Regions from separate parts of the Sus scrofa genome. Here region 2 is linked to region 1. Evidence: chromatin contacts called from public Hi-C data. All regions are on one chromosome and are shown on one strand. The core of a region is the stretch at or near the end of the contact, and the rest is flanking DNA. Distances in the headings are between cores, read along the strand shown.

The links. A called contact is a pair of places that touch in the nucleus more often than the background predicts.
Region 2: a contact with region 1 is called in a Hi-C map of omental adipose tissue, with 2.2 times the contacts expected there. The contact joins the promoter of GRAMD4 here to the enhancer-like site in region 1. A contact is called at or near these places in 12 of 47 Hi-C or Micro-C datasets (blood, brain, embryonic fibroblasts and 7 more) and 2 of 2 datasets of contacts at active chromatin or transcription factors (alveolar macrophages and skeletal muscle).

Annotation. Positions count from the first base shown.
Region 1 is chr5:2,878,112-2,883,440 of Sscrofa11.1, reverse strand. It overlaps GRAMD4 (GRAM domain-containing protein 4), which reads left to right. Exons shown (of 19, transcript XM_021091367.1): 10 at 1-48; 11 at 1,152-1,223; 12 at 1,515-1,558; 13 at 1,680-1,789; 14 at 3,543-3,697; 15 at 5,150-5,294. Among named protein-coding and RNA genes, the nearest start is that of CERK, 62 kb to the right of the region's middle. Within about 2 kb of position 2,015, at least 2 of the 83 cell types and tissues checked have an H3K27ac peak or open chromatin away from gene starts, as enhancers often do. A contact at or near this core is called in omental adipose tissue, where this site is marked.
Region 2 is chr5:2,945,425-2,950,753 of Sscrofa11.1, reverse strand. GRAMD4 (GRAM domain-containing protein 4) reads left to right here and starts at 2,950. Exons shown (of 19, transcript XM_021091367.1): 1 at 2,950-3,139. The coding sequence starts at 3,111.

The sequences.
Region 1 (5,329 bases), core at 766-3,265:
GGCTGGAGGATACAGTGGAGCATCGTGCCCGAGGTGTCTGAAGTGGTGGTAAGTCCTGGGAAGGCCGCCTTTGCCAGGGGCCGGCCTCCTCCCGCCCGTGCGGCCAGGAGAGGTCGGGGGAGGGGGGAGAAGGCCAGCACCCCCCCACCTGGAGTCCAGAGAGGGGCGCCCCCTGACCCCTGGCCAGCGGACGCCCTGAGTGCCCTTGAGCAGCCTGGGCTCGGCTGCTGGGGAGGCAGGAGGGCCTGGCCTGGCCTGGCTTGACCTGACCCCCCTCAGCCAGGAAGAGACATGGAAGGGAGGCCACGGGGGTGGGGGGCGCTGCAGCCCCTCACAGCCTCCAGTGGAGGGTGGAGGGTGGACAGGCTGGGCCAGTGGACATGTAGAGCGGTGGTCAACAAGCTACCTGCGGCCGCTGCCTGGTCTCTCACATCCAGGGCTGTTGGCACCTGTCGCGCCCGTACCTTTACACAGGGGCTGCCTGGGGGCCTCAGTGGCCAAGCTGAGCTGCCGGGACAGCCCGTGAGGCCCGCAGAGGCTCCCGCACTTGCCGCCTGGCCCTTTACACATGGTTTGCACACCCACTCTCCAGGGACTCTGGCCCGTGGGGCTGAGCCACAAGGCACAGGCAGGAGAGTGGCCACGGTGCCTCCTTGAGCCTTGTCAGATGTTTGCGTACCTACTGTGTGTGTGGAGCACACAGTAGGGGTGGGGGATATGGTGGTGTCTATAGGGGCCCCTTTAAGACAGGAGTCTGGGAGGGCACCTCCTGGGAAGCAGGCCTGGAACCTGGGGGTCCTGGGGAGGTTCTTGCTGAATGAACTGAGGCCGGCAGGACAAGGTCAGGTCCCCTGTGCTGGGGCCTCGGCTCCCCTGTCTGTAAAGTGGGGGGTGGGTTCTGGGGCCTCAGATGCACCTCTGAAGGCCATCTGTTAAAACAGAAGTCAGCCTCAGTCTTGCCCACGGCGGGGGGGGGGGGGCCCTCCAGAGGGGCGGGCATGCTGTCCCCTCGAGCTACGTCCCCCTGGGGGCATCCGTCCCTCTGGCTGTGTCATGGTCCCGGGGCTGCGGGGCCCGCCATGCTGTTTTTGTCAGTAATTTCTCTGAACTGTTGAATTTCAGTGGAAATTCTCTTTCCCCTTTGACTGAAGGAGCCTCCAAAGGAAGACCTGACTGTGTCTGAGAAGTTCCAGCTCGTGCTGGACGTCGCCCAGAAAGCCCAGGTACGGCCATCGGGCTGTGGCCAGAGTCCCGGGCCTGGCCTGTCTGTTGTCATCACCCCGTCATCAGCCTGTCCGCTGGTCCCTCGCGGACACCAAGACAGTGTGGCTGGTGGGGGCCCACCTGGCCTGGTCTGATGGCCGGCGCCCCGGTTAGTTGTCCTCGGTCCAGGGGCGGCTGGGCAGGGCCCTGGGGCTCGGCGGTGGCGCCGGCTGAGGTCTCGGGGGCTGCGCGTCTCCCGCATCGCCAAGGCCCCGGGGGTCTGTCGTGACCACGGCTGCTTCTTCACGCAGAACCTCTTTGGGAAGATGGCTGACATCCTGGAGAAGATCAAGAAGTGAGTCCCGGCCCGCCCGGGGCGGGTGTGCCCAGGGCGGGTGTGCCCGGAGCGGGGTGTGCCCGGGGCGGGTGTGCCCGGGGCTGCGGCCCCGTCTGCTGAGCCTCCCCCTCCCTTGCAGCCTGTTCACGTGGGTCCAGCCTGAGGTCACGCGGAAGCTGTACATCGCGCTGTGGGCCGCCTTCCTGGCCTCCTGCTTCTTCCCCTACCGCCTGGTGGGGCTGGCCGTGGGTAAGGGGCCTCCCGTCCGGCGCCAAGGCGCGTCTGACACGGCACAGGGGCCCTGGGCACCTGCTTCCCCCAGGACACCCCCTCCCTTCTGTGTGCCCCTCGGGGCAGGCCTCTGGGGAGGGGGCAGCTGTCAGATCCCCCACCGTCCTTCCCCGCCCTGCAGCTGCTCCGGTGACTTTCTGTCACAGTGTCCAAATTCAGGAGAAGTGAGGCCCGCCAGACTAGAGACGTGACGAAGGCTTCTGAGGGCGAGCTTGGCCTCTGCTGGCCGAGCAGAAGGGACCGGCGGGCCAGAGGCCCATGGGACCTGGCTGCGAGCCATGGTCCTTTGTGAGCACTCCTGGCTCTTGGGGGACAAGTCACAGGGACCGGAGGGTTCAGGTGTGAGGGCAGGGGTGATGAGGGGCGGGAGATGGCGTCAGGGGGGCTGTGGCGTGGAGCGGCCTTGGGTTCTGTGCCAGGGGTGGGGGCTTAAGCAGAGCAGGGAGGTTGCCCATGTATGTTTTGGGCGGGGCGTGGGCAGTGGGCCCAGGTGTTGTAGAAGCAGAGCCTCTGGCATCTGTGACGGATGAGCTGGGGTGGGGATGAGCTGGGGTCGGGGAGGGGTCAGGGTTTGCCCTGAGAGGCTGGGCAGGTGATGCTGCCATTTAGGGCCACTAGGGCCGTGGGTGGTGGGGTGGGTGTGAGAGTTTAATTCTGGGGGGGGAGCTGTGCCGAGTTGAGGGAAGTGCTGGCATGGTTCTCACCTATATTTCAAACCTCAGCGTGGCAGGTTCAGTTTCCAGGAGAATGAGGGGCGGGGAGGATGGGGAGACAGGCAGGGGGGCACTGGATGGTGGCTCGGAGGGGGCGGGGGATGGGATGGGATGGGGAGGGGGGCCCGGGAAGTACCCAGTGGGTGGAGTGGGCCTGGCCTGAGTGGGCTGAGCTGGGCGTGGAGCTGCGGGACGGGGGGCTGACTGTTGGAATGGTCCCTGAAGTCCCAGGTGGGAGGGGGTGCTGAAGCCCCAGCCTGGGGGCCTCAATGGGGTAGGGAGGAAGGTGTAGGCAGGTTGGAGGGGCTGTCCTGAGGCCCCCTCGTCACCTAGCCCCTGGACCACCCCAGCCCCACAGCTCAGCTCTCCCAGGAAGCCAGACCCCAAGGCCCAGCCCACAGGGGGCGGGCAGGCTCTCCTGGCCTCCGTGTCCCCAGCCCAGAGCTGGCACGGGTCCCGGCCACAGTGTGTGGGAGGCTGCTGGTCTGAGCTTGGGTGTTGGGGTGGCGGTCTCACGGTCCAGGCGCTGCTCCCGCCTGCCCTCGGCCGCCGAGTGCAGATGGGTCCCGGTCCCTCGCCCCCGCCCGAGAGCCAGGGCAGGCAAGTGTGGCCGTGGGGAAGTGACAAAGGCCAGTGAACGTGAAGTGGCCTCTGGGCTGCCTCTCGTTTCTCGGGGACCATCGCCAACACAGGTGCGGGGGAGCCCACAGCCGTCCTGCCAGCCCCGCAGTCAGCGGCAGGCAGGGGCTGGTCCCCAGGGTTCTGCTTCCCGTCGCCCTCAGAGGACGCTGACGTGCGTTTTGGTGGCTGATGGGTTTTAGAGACAGCTGTGCTATTTGGCCTGAGCCCCCTCTAGCTTGCGGGAGCACACCGTGAAAGTGGCTTCCGCCTCAGCTGGGGTCACCCCGCTGCCCTGCGTCCCCCCCCCCACACCCCGGGACCTGGGCCCCCGGGTGGGGTGCAGGCCCCAGTGCGAGCACCCGTTCTGCCCGCTGCAGGGCTCTACGCCGGAATCAAGTTCTTCCTCATCGACTTCATCTTCAAACGCTGCCCGCGGCTGCGAGCCAAGTACGACACCCCCTACATCATCTGGAAGAGCCTCCCCACGGACCCCCAGCTCAAGGAGCGCTCCAGCGCCCCCGCCTCGCGCAGGGTAGGCCCCGGGGGGGCGGGGAGGGCGCCCCAGGCCGCACGCCCGCTCCTTTGCTCCTGGCCCGCAGGACGCTGGGGTCTCCGGTTTTACGGGGCCCTTGAAACGAGCAGCTCAAAACAGCCGGCAAGGGGGGCAGTTTCCCTGTGACCAGCGGCTGTTCCCAAGGCCCAGGACAGGCATCCCAGGGCCCCCGGGCAGCACTTGGAGGCTAGATGGGAGGCCCTCCGCCTGCAGGCCGCTCAGGGACCTTCCCACAGAGCGGCTGGGGAACCAGGTGCCCCAGGCCGGGGTGAGGCGGCCCTGGGGCCCTGGCCTTGACTGCCAAGAGCCTGGGGGGCGGGGGAGCAGCGAGCAACCGCTCTGTCGGTGGGGGCCGGGTCCCGCTGTTCCTGGCTCTGAGGCTCGGGCAGCAAGGCCGCGATGGTGGGCTTACAGGCCGGGATGCGTTCACGTTTGCTGATGTAGGCCTTGTGGGCATTGGGCCCCGTGTCCGGAGGCAGGACATGCAGGGCAAGGTGGCCTCGGCGCCCTTCTTGGGGTCTCGGACGAGTGAGGAGGTTCTGGGCTCAGTAGGACTCCCAGGGAGGTGTAGGGGGGCTTCCTGGAGGAGGTGACGTTGGATTGCAGAGTCTTGTGTATGAGCATCCTCTGAGGAAAGGGCGTCTGGTGACCCACCGCTGCTTCTGTGGGTGAAGGGAAGCTCTGGGCTTCCCTGGTTCTAGACAGCGAAGCTTGTTGGGGGCGTGCAGCTGGGCAGGTGGGAGCAGCCTGGACCTCGGCGAGCTGCCGGCGGGGCTCTGGCCGCACAGGCGGAGGTGGACCCGAGGCGGGAGGCGCGCACCAGGCGGCCTGGCTCCCCGAGTGTCTCAGACGAGGGGCAGACGGGCGGGGGGCTTCCCGGGGTGGAGGCAGCCCCCACCGGGCGTCCCAGGGCCCGCGAGGCAGCCCCGGTGTTCACGGCCTCGTGTCACGAGGACCCCGCCTTCTCTTTTGTCTCGGTCGCCCATGTCTGTTGTCCTTTGCGGCCAGCTGTCGGGACACGACAAGGTACGCTGCCGCGTGGAGCCCCGCCTGCCGTGCCTGATGCTGTGCGTTGCTGTGGTTTGACTAACGTTGCCTTTGGTGGCCGCCCTGTGTGACGCTGGCTTCTGCGGCCTCAGTGGGGCTGCCCGGTGCCAGGCACCTGCAGACACCGCCGTGACTGCTGTCCTGGGGTGGTGGCGGCGTGCGGAGCAGGTCTGCCCCTGCCGCCGGCTTCTCTGCCCAGAAGGGGGGCTCGTGGGACGGAGGACCAGGCCCCGACAGGGCTGTTGGGCGCGCGCCCCGCCTCAGGGTGGCCGCCTCCTGCCTGGGCCGTGTTCGCGGCTGGGCCCGGGGAGGCCGCGTGCGAGCCGGCCCGCGTCGCCTCCCCTGCACGTCCCGGCTGACGGGGACGCTGTGTGCTCTTGGCAGCTGCAGACGGCGGCCTCGCGGAGCTACGTGTCCAGCGCGCCCGCCGGCCTGAGCAAGGACGAGGACGCCGGCCGCGTCCATGGCGCCAAGAAGGGCAATTTCCACGAAATCTTTAACCTGACAGAAAACGAGCGTCCGCTGGCAGGTACGCGTGCGATGTGTCTGCGGCCAGGCAGGTCG
Region 2 (5,329 bases), core at 1,701-4,200, 66 kb before region 1:
CTCTGTCAGGCTCAGAGGCCGGAACCCCAAGTTTGTGCAGCAAGCCCCCAACCCAGGCGGCAGGCTGGGGGTTCTGGCTCTGTCGCTTCCCTGGGGACTGGCTAAGCCCTGCTGAGGGGGGTCCTGCAGGACCCCCCTCAGCAGGGAACATCCTCTCCCCAGAGCCACAAGCAGAGAAAAGCCTTCACGTCTCGCGTTTATCACCAGGCTTCCTCCCCTGGGAGATGCTGATTTGTTCCCATCTTAACATTTCTGAGATGCTGACGCAACACACAACCTACAAGCGGTGCACAGCATCAGCTGGTGCTCTGATGCAAGGTGGGCAGTTCATTCTTTCCTGAAAAGCTGTTATTAAGTTGACGGTGCAGCTTACGTGGTGGCATTTTAAAATCAAGGAAATATGTGAGTTACTTTCCTGGGTGTCATTTGGCCACTATTAATAGCACATTTGCTGACTCCCTACTATGTGCAAGGCAGTCCCAGGGACTGACATTTAAACACATGCTGATTCGTGGTGGAGGCAGTGTGGAGGCTGCCAGGGAGGCTGGGACCCCTTCGGGCCAGGCGGGTCCAGGGGCCCTTTGTGGAGCTGGGCCTTGCAGGCTGGGTGGAGTTCAAGTGTGGAAGGTGGTCCTAGAGGGGCGGGGCAGGAACATCGAGCTTGTGTTTGGGAAACTCTCTAGTCCTGTTTGCCTGGAGCACAGAGGGATAAGGCCAGGAGCCGCCAGCCCAGATGGAGGAGGAACCAGTGGGATTTGGTGGCTGAGCCCAGTCCTGGCAGGGTCGCCGGGCACAAAGGCATCTCAGACCACCCAGTGGAGCTCTCACCCCGGGAAGAGGTGGTTCTGCTGACAGCTTGCCACATCGCCCTGCTGCCCCTGAACTAGACCCCACCTTCATACTCCGGCACCGTTAATCTGAAATCACTGTTCCCCCATTTCACACTCAGGAAACTGAGGTACAGAGAGGTTCAGCCTCCTGCTGGGAGCTCACTTGAAGCTTGCTCCTGGCCCAGGCCCACCAGGGCTACCTTCCCAGGCATGGAATCCTGGGAGAGGACGAAAGAGGGGCCCCAAACCCTTGTGTGGACACAGAATGTCACCTGTCATTTCAGTAAACAAAGGACACTGTGCCCATCACGCCACCCAGAACTGCTGCGCCCTGATGTTGGCTGCACCCAGAGAGAACTCAGGATGCGGGGAGCAGGATACTGGCCCCAGAGAGTTAAGATACACATCAAAGGAATGATTCCAATGAGCACAGACTCTGGCACCTTCCCATACAAAGCACTAAAACCAGTAACTTGAGATGTTTGGTTTTTGTGATTCGCAGTGTTCTTTTGGTGCTCAATGCGTTGCTTGTTTTCAGCAAAAACTCACTCCCGTCTATCCTGGCTCCTCCCTTTTCTCTTTGGGAGGTTGGTGCCTCGGGGCTCTCTGAGCCGCTGCAGCCCCAGGCGATAGTCCTTAATAAGTTTACCAAGTAAAACCATTCTCAAGGTTTAGGGGGTGCAATTTTTTTTTTTTTTAAACAGTTGACCCTTGCCCCAAGGAATGCTTCAGGAGTGCTTTAATCAGGATCCCTGAGGACTGGTGAGGAGCTTTCGGGACAGAGGAGAGGATGGGAGGCAGATAGTGGGGTGGGAGGGTAGCTCAGTTCTGATTCCTGGAGGTGCCTGTAGGACTTCTGGGGTCATTGTCTTGGGGGCAGAGCAGGGAAGCAGGCTAAAGACACACATGGAGGAGAGAACAGCAGGGCAGAGCCCAGAGGCCCCAGCGAGAGAGGGCTGGCTGAGAAGGCTGGGCAGAGACAGCCTCTTGGTCGTCTCTAGTCTCTGGGTTCCCCTGTCCCGCCACTCCAAGCCCCATCCTCTCGGGCAGACACGGGTGGGGAGGGGATGCCGGCTTCCAACCCAGGGTGAGGACCTGGGGTTTTCGAAGGGTGGTCCTCTCTGCACCTGAGCTAGACAGCCCCTGGTCCCAGAGCCGGAGTGGGCGGAGTTTTCTTGGGGAGGGAGGGGGGAAGGGGCGGAAGGAGAGGAGAGGGGAGAGGCAGGGGAGAGGGGGGAGAGGGGGTGGTTCCAGACTCAGGGGCAGGAGGGCTTAAAGTGGGCTCACCACTAATACTAAAGCTGTGCCCTGGCCCCTGCGCCCTGCGTGTGGGCCTGCGGAGATGCAGGAGGGTGGAGGGGCCCCCTTAAATGACAAAGGCGAGATTTAGAGACAGAGGCCCAGATCCTGAGGATAGAGCGCGTCCTGGGGGTGGGGGTCAACCCCTGCTGGTTGCTGGTGTCTAGCGAGCGTGTGCACCCCCCCAGCCCTCCTCCTGCGGGCTCCAGGTACCCTTCCCTGAGTGGGCCCAACAGGGGCGTCAGCGGAAAAGCATTTTCCTGTGGGATGTGGTCCCTACTGGTAGCAAAGGCTTTGACCCACAGTGCGGCCCCGACGGGGTGTCTAGCAGGGGGACCACGGATGAAGTGACAGCAGCATGCGTGCTTGTGCGTGGCTGTGCCCTTGGCGTCCACCAGACAGATGCGCGGGGCCGTTTGGCTGTAGGTGGAACCTGCGGACGGCCGCGCGGAGGAGCCGCCGCGCGTGCGCGTGGGTGGCGGGGACGCACGTGGGCCACCCAAACAAAGGCGGTGCCGCGTGACCGAGCTCGCACGCGCGCTCACCTGCCAGGGCAGGCGCGCTCCCGCGGGCCCCGGCGCACCGCCGTTCGCGCCAGGAGAGACAGGGAGGGCCGAGGCGGCGCGGCTCCTTTAAGGAGCCGCGTGGGGCGTGGCGTGGCTGCGCGGGGCTTGCCGCTCAGGTCGTAGGGCGTGGCGTTGGGCGTGGCGTGGCGGCTCGGGGCGCGGGGCGGAGCGCGCGCGGGGCGGGGCGGCGGCTGCGCAGGCCGGGCCGGGGGCGCGCAGACTCCGCTCAGCGGGACGCGAGCGCGCGACCTGGCGCCGCCGCCGCCGCCGCCGCCGCCGCCGCCGCCTCCGCGCTCGTGGCCGGCACCCGCGGGACCGCCTCCTCCGGGCTCCCCGGCGCCGCTGGGCTCCCCGGCGGGCGGCAGGTGCAGCACGGCCCGGCGGCTGGTGAGGGGCGCGGCACGGCGGCGGGTGGATGAGAGGTGGCCCCGATCTCCGCGCAGGGTAAGCGGCGCGCGCGCGCGGACGCCCACACGGACCTCGGCGGACACACAGACACGCTCCCGACACCGGCCGGCTGGGCCGCGACCCGGCGCGCTCCGCCACGCTCTCCCCGCGCCCGGAGTCAGCGGCCCTCCAAGCAGGGCCCCGCGCGGGCGCGCCCCGCATACACGCCCCCGGGTCCCGCGCGGGCTTGGGCGCGCGTCACGGCCACCCCCCCTTCCCCCGCGCGCGCCCGGGCCGCGACGTCTCCTGGTTCGCGCTGTGCTGGGCTGGCCAGGGAAAGGAGGACGTCCTGCGGGCACTGGGCCCCAGATGGGGTGGTGGTCGGTGATGTCAGAGTCACTGAGGCCAGGCTGGGGCACTGGTGATCGCGTCCAATGTCCGTCTTTCCGACTCACTCCTTAGGGACACAGGAGAGGAGGAGGGAGCTGCCGGCCCCTGTGACCCAAGAGGAAAAAGTTGTGGGTTGCCCCCCTCCCCGCACCCCTCTTTTTGCCCTGTCTCCTTTCCCTTTGTTTGGGACTTTGAGCTGGTGGGGGCTCTGCTGGGGCCCAGACCTGCTGGCAGGCAAGGAGATGTGGTGTCTGCGGCAGCCCCCAGCCCTGGGCCCACACCTGCCGCTGGCAGGCCCTGCTCTGCTGTCGGAGCCTACCACCAGGCAGGGAGGAGAGGCCGAGCAGGTGAGCTGGTGCACCTGTCCCTGCGGAGAGCCTCTGGCTGGAGGAGCAGCCCCCAGCCAGGGCCCTGGACCTGAGGAGGTCCCCCCCCTTGCCGGAAGCAGAGTCCACCCTGGGGCTCTTGCTATCCCGACCTTTCCAATGGCAGGAAAGATTCTGTTTGGATGACACCTTTTGCGGGATGGGGTTCCCGGCTTACCTTCTTAGTGCAGGTTTGGGAGAAAAGACAGGTGGGAGCAGCTCCTACCCCCCCAGAATGGAGACGCGTGAGCCCCGGCCCCCATTGCAGCTCAGCCTTAGGGGCTGTTTCAGGCCTGGGCCTGGCAGGATGGTCAGGGCTGTGCAGCAGTTAGGAAAGGAATTTGGCGTTTTGCCTCCTTCCCGCATCTGCTCTGTGACCTTGGGCCAAAAGGCCTGGCGTCTTTGCAGGCCTCAGTTTCCCTGAAGGAGAGGGGCCGACAGGAGGACAGGACGGTGCGGGGCAGCCCCACCCCCCTTCCCTCTGACACATGCGGAGCAGAGATCCGAACCCCCGCCCCGCCCCGAGAGCCCAGCCGTGCCCTTTGCTCCCGGTTCTCGTTTCCTTGACGCTGCTGCCCCACGTGTGGACTCGGCCCGCCTGGGGGACACAGTCCTGCTGGGCGTGTGTGTTCGAGTTGCCGCCCTTGTCCCCTGCTGGGGTGAAGCCACATCCCGCACTGTTAGCTGGGACACCTCGGGTCGGGGCCCTCGTTAGACCTGCCTCTCCTTTCTTCCTCTGAAAACCGCCTGCCTGTTCTTCTCCCGCCTTGGCCATGGTGCTCTCTCTGCAGCACTTTGTGACCGTAGGCCGGGGTCTTGAACCTGCGGTCTGGACGCGGCTGGACGCGTGGGGGGGCAGCTGGGTCCTGGGGACTGGGGCGGGGCTCCCTGAGGCCTCTTTCCTCTGGGCTGCCGTGGCTGGTGGGGTGTGGGCTGTGGCTGTCCTGGCAGCGTGGCCTGGGGACGGGCAGGGCCTGTCCCCGCGAGGGCTCTCTGGCTGCGCTTGGGAAAGGCATTTCCTGGAAACTGCACAGGAAGCCCTCCGCGTGAGGTCCGCCGGGCCCTGGCCGCCCCCAGCTGTGCCTTCCCCCGAGGTGGGTGGGCAGGACGAGCCTGATGGTCCCTCCAAGCTGCTGGCTGCGGGGCCCTCCCTCTCATCTGTCCTGCCAGAGTGGGTGCCAGGAAACGGATGGTGGCCAGCTTCGTGTGACCTCTGCTGGGCCTCTCGGCAGCTGCTAGAAACGGGGCGAGTCGGGCCTGTTTTCCTGAATCACCGTTTTCGCCCTCTGATGGGATAGAAGAGTGGCTCGGGCGCAGTGCAAACAAAGTGTCATTAGGTCCTAGCGAGAGCGCTGTCGCCGGGGGAGGCTGCCAGCCCCAAGCCCGTTTTCTCTTTGTAACCAAGTGTCTGAGCAGTGTTCCAGATGTGACGGCGATGCGGGCGCCAGACCAGTCCGTAACCCAGGGGCTCCCCGATGTCTCCAGGGTGGGC